Linked DNA regions of Bactrocera dorsalis: region 1 is linked to region 2. A link is a contact called in public Hi-C data. All regions are on one chromosome and are shown on one strand. Each heading gives the region's core, a stretch centred on a gene start, on an enhancer-like site or on the middle of the called end of the contact. The rest is flanking DNA. Distances are from core to core; before and after follow the strand shown. Region 1 overlaps LOC105222901 (kinase D-interacting substrate of 220 kDa). Region 2 holds the start of LOC125777750.

Region 1 (2,700 bases), core at 37-2,536, 51 kb after region 2:
CCGCTTACCGTGGCCACACCGATCTGGTGCGTTTTCTGCTCGAGAAAGGCGCGGACGTGAATGTGCATGGCAATTATCATTTGGGTCCACTGCTGTGGGCAGCAGGTCGTGGCTTCAGAGATATTGTTGAATTGTTGGTGCAACGCGGTGCTAAGGTGAATGTCGGCGACAAGTATGGCACAACAGCCTTGGTGTGGGCGTGCCGCAAAGGCAATGCTGAGATTGTCGATACGCTACTAAAGGCCGGTGCTAATGTCGACACAGCGGGCATGTATTCGTGGACACCACTGCTGGTAGCCACCTCAGGTGGACATACAGACTGTGTTACCTCACTGCTGGAGAAGAAACCCAATGTTAATGCGCTGGATAAGGATGGCATGACAGCGTTGGCGATTGCGAGTCGTGAGGGCTTCCAGGTGGGTACAGCGCGCCGTCAATTTAGTATATGCTATAAAAATAATTCGATGATTCCTTATTTCTCCCGTAGGAAATATGCGCGGCTCTTATCGCCGCTGGCGCCTACATCAACATACAAGATCGTGCCGGCGATACGCCCCTCATACATGCCGTCAAGGGTGGTCATCGTGGCGTTGTTGAAGCGCTGCTTAAGAAGCATGCTGATGTCGATATACAAGGCAAGGATCGGAAAACCGCTATATACACCGCGGTGGAGAAAGGTCACACGCATATCGTAAAGATGCTATTGTCCACCAATCCCGATCTTGAGGCGGCGACTAAAGACGGTGATACCGCGCTGCTGCGCGCCGTGCGCAATCGTAATCTGGAAATGGTGCAAATGCTGTTGGATCGCAAGGCAAAGGTGACGGCGAGCGATAAGCGCGGTGACACCTGCTTGCACATTGCTATGCGCGCGCGTTCCAAAGCGATTGTGGAGGCATTGCTGCGCAACCCCAAAAATAGTCAACTCTTGTACAGAGCCAATAAAGCCGGTGAGACGCCATACAATATCGATACCATACATCAAAAAACTATACTGGGACAGGTGTTTGGCGCGCGTCGTCTCAATACGAATGAAGACTCGGAAGGCATGCTCGGCTATGAATTGTACTCGTCCGCTTTGGCTGATGTACTGAGTGAACCCACGCTAACCACACCCATTACGGTCGGTTTGTACGCCAAATGGGGTAGCGGTAAAAGTTTTCTGCTCAACAAACTACGCGATGAGATGAATAATTTCGCGCGCCAGTGGGCGGAACCGCCCATCAATACGAGTGGCTTGATGTTCCTGGTAAATCTGCACATTGCGCTAGTACTGGGCACCGTAGTCGGCCTATCTTCGTGGTCTGCCATGTGGGGAGGTATAGCGGCAGTGCTTTATTTAGTGTTCACATACCTCCTGCTTGCCAGTATTAATTATGCCAACAACCATATGGACGTCTACTGGGCCTATTCGGTGCAACATGGCATTATGAAGCGCTTCGGTCGTCTACGTCTCATATTACAAGTGGCATTCTGTCATCCGCCCGGCGCGCAAGCGGACGCACAAGCGAAGCCGGTGCGTTTTCACTTTGCTGAGGCGAGTAGCGCGTCGCCTACGGGCGAGAGTGCGGTTACACATATGTTGGCTGCGCTCTATGAAGCCATCGAATCGCACTATGGTTGGCTGTCGACACGCTTGTATCGCGCGTTTCGTCCCAAGGCGTTAAAAGTGACATCCGGTTGGCGTTGGCGTCGCATGTGTTGCATGCCGCTTGTGATCATTTTCGAGTTATGTCTGTTAACACTTATTACGGGTATCTCGCTCGTGGTGGCGTACTTCACGTACGCTTCGGCTGAGGAACAAGAAAGTATACTCGTTTCGATTTATGTAATTTGCGCGATATTAGTGACTATTATCTGCACGAATTTACACGGACTGGCGAAGGCATTCGGTTCGCTCTTCATTTCACAAGGGCGCCATTTGCGTCGCTCGGTGCGTCTTAATGAGGGCGCGCCACTGACTGCAATGGGCGCCGAGGTGGCGCTTATGACCGATATGGTGAAGGTAAGTAGGTGTGATTTCGCAGTAAAAACTTGCAATAAATATGCTTGTGCCCCCACAGTGCCTGGATGCTTTTACGAATCAGCAAAGCCGTCTTGTGGGCGTGGTGGACGCATTAGACTCATGTGATACGGAGCGCATACTTTGTGTGCTCAACGCCATACAAACGCTGCTCTCCTCGCCGAATCGTCCATTTGTTCTGCTCATCGCTGTCGACCCGCATGTTATTGCCAAAGCAGCAGAGGCTAATAGCAGACGTCTCTTCACCGAAGGTGGCATTGGTGGCCATGATTTCTTGCGCAATTTGGTGCACTTGCCGGTGTACTTGCAGAACTCTGGTTTGCGTAAAGTGCAACGCGCACAAATGACCGCTATGCTCTTCAAACGCAACTACAGTGAGTTCCCTAACGAGGATGGTCCAACACTGGGACATTCGGTGTCGGCACGTCGCTTGTCCAATGCATCAGAAATAATGTCCAGTCAAGAGAAACTGCGCACCTCGCACAATCCCGGACGCAGCGGCAAGAAGATGCGTCTCTCCGAGTCGGTGGCCAGTTCTATTGGCTCGAATTTGCATCGTTTGGGTCAGAATCCGCAGGGCGTGCTCGATCTGTCGCGCATCATGTTAACCGATGACTACTTCAGTGATGTGAATCCGCGCAGTATGCGGCGTCTCATGAATGTCATCTACATAACCG
Region 2 (2,700 bases), core at 88-2,587:
AGGAGGGTAAAATCTCTCCTGGTTCAAGGAACTGATTCGCCTCCCCCGTGACAAATTCCGTCTCCTCGTCGCGATCTACACAGGGCACTGCAAGCTCAGGAAACACCTGTCCAACATGGGCATGGTCTTCTGTGCTAACTGCCGGTTCTGCGACCTGGAACAGGAAAAACCAGCACACCTAATCCTGGATTGCACAGCAATCTGTGGAAAAAGGCTTAAGGCCCTGGATCCCATTTATATCAGCAGGGATCATATCATCTCAGTAGCGTCCGGCAAACTCCTGGAACTATTCAGACCGTTGGGACTCTGGGAAGACATGCGATACAGGAGAGGGCACAATAGACTTTAGGTCGCGGTGCATTACCTCATAACACTATCTATCTATCTATCTATGTAACCATAAGTGCGCGAAAAACTACTCTGAAGTTGAGCAGTATCTCACAAAATATAAAAATTTGTAACTGTGCTCTACTGACCTGAAGCCCTATGTTCATCACCAGCTCTCTTTGCTTTCAAAGCTTTGTATTATCAACTGTTGGAACAACTATTCTATATTCGGCTGCATTTGTTTTACTCATAATTGTAGTTGTTTCTAAACAAAAAGAAAGCCACCTGTGCTTTTCAGCTGATTATCTCGAACGTATGTCGACTGCGTCAGGTCTGCTGATGAGGTGAGCGGCCGAGTGTTTATGCTGAGCAAATATGTATGTATGTATGTATGTATAATAGAACATCAAAATACTAAATGGTGCTCATAATTGCCTTGGCTGTGCAAGTAGTTGAGCGCTTCAGTATAATATAACAAGTTGGTCCTATGTATATACATACATACATACCTACATATGTATGCGGTACGCTGTCGAAAACCACCAAAAACATTTTGTTTACCAAATAAAATTGTTTTACTCAACACAAAAATTTGCTCTTCACAGAGTCACTAAGCCGCTATGCGTCTGTGTAAGCAGCTCTTATCTCATCGAGCTGTCTATCAGCTTTGACATACAAATTACCCCTAGACGTGTGGGTACATACATATGTATGCCGGGACTGCAGTGCATTCTATGATAGTACCGTACATTGTCTCAGCTCTGGCGGTTTATGACAGACTACGACGGGCATTTTTATGCAGTCACTGTCAGCGACGCGCGGTTACGGGAGCTGCGCGGCGAGACTAAACTAATCAGTGAAGTGAAGAAAGCATATACATAACTACATTATTAGAGGTCCGTGATTTCCACGGCTCAGCGTTAAATGGGGTAAAATCGCAAAAATACGCTGCTGCCTGTGTGGCCTTTGTTTTCGGAGCCTAATGATTGGTTTAACGGTAGTTCGAGTTGATACGCGCCATTAGTCAGCTCGCGCGCGCACGCCGCTATTTAGTTGAGTTTAGTCACTCGCCGCGCAGACGACTAAATTCGCACATTCATAGACGTGTACTAGTATACGCCGCCCCATCACCCCGCCTACCGCACGCTGCTCGGAACCACGCCACGCGCGGCGAACGGTGAACATTCCTTACTATATACATATGTACAAGTACATATGTTTGTTTGTCTTTTTGTACATTAATTTTGATTTGCTTTCGAACGAAATTGTGATGACTTTTACTCCAAACTGTGCGCGCGTGTGTGTGTGTTTTAGAAAATTAAAAAAAAAAGTTACGAAAAAGTGTGAAATTCGTAAAAAAATAAATTTGTGCTTCCCATCCAACAAATAATTTTTGTTATTATTGTTGTACAAATTTCCTTACACTTAAAAGTTAAAAGTGAAAAAATTATTATGAAGAAAGCGCTCAGCACCACCCAAGAGGATGAGGCGCCTGAGGAGGGCGCTGTCGGCGAACAAACGCGCCGCACTCCGCCGCGTCTCATGCAAATGGGTCGCGCTTTCTCCGAAATGTCACCGCTAAATCCCGCCTCGGCTTCGCCCTCCTGTCGCAGCCCATCGAGCGCGGCTGCTGGCGCCGCTTTGCAAATTCGCCGTGACTCTGGCAATTATGGCAGTATTTTTCCTTTTGGATTTTTGCGTCTGTCCCTACAAAAGACCGGAAGCTCGATACAGGTAAAAAACACTGTTGGCAACAACAGGCATATAGCGCTATGAGTTCTTTTTTTATTTGTTTATTATTTTTAGTTATCGCGTTCCTATTTGTTTGTTCGCCGCGGACATGGACTGTCGCTTCAAATACAATAAACACATAAATACATACGCGCGCACATAGTAAAATGTTAATATATATGTATTATACATACTATATACCCATATACATATGCATATGTATGAATATACAATTTTGCACATAAATAACTCGGTTTGTGCGTATGTGCTGCCGCCACTTGTAGCGCTGAAGCTGATAATCTCTCGTTGTCATATAACATTTTTGCAATTACTAACTGATAAGAATCTTTATTTGCACACACACATACACGTACAAACATTCGTGTATACTGCACATATATACGGTCTACCGTGTACCTTTTGTCTGCATATTGTTATTGATGCACAATGCTTGTGTGTGGTACAGACCCTGTGAGAAATTATACACCTCTACTTACATAGGCAGCTTTGACGCTTTAACTTCAATGATAGTACTACTCCCTTATTTGTAACAAATATATACTTTTTTATCTAAAAAAAAAAGCTGATGCAGACGCTTAGAAGTGCTATCCGTCCGTCTAAGCAATTGTGGCTCTAATATTA

What was found. A called contact is a pair of places that touch in the nucleus more often than the background predicts.
Region 1: a Hi-C map of whole body shows a contact between it and region 2, with 2.5 times the contacts expected there. The contact joins the enhancer-like site here to the promoter of LOC125777750 in region 2. A contact is called at or near these places in 2 of 2 Hi-C or Micro-C datasets (both in whole body).

What each region holds. Positions count from the first base shown.
Region 1 is chr3:69,500,080-69,502,779 of ASM2337382v1, forward strand. It overlaps LOC105222901 (kinase D-interacting substrate of 220 kDa), which reads left to right. Exons shown (of 14, transcript XM_029548934.2): 4 at 1-416; 5 at 488-2,005; 6 at 2,064-2,700. Among protein-coding and RNA genes, the nearest start is that of LOC105222900, 20 kb to the right of the region's middle. Within about 2 kb of position 1,287, the one cell type or tissue checked has open chromatin away from gene starts, as enhancers often do.
Region 2 is chr3:69,449,427-69,452,126 of ASM2337382v1, forward strand. LOC125777750 reads right to left here and starts at 1,338. Exons shown (of 2, transcript XM_049453205.1): 1 at 1,206-1,338. The region is part of intron 1 of LOC105222901 (kinase D-interacting substrate of 220 kDa); the gene reads left to right.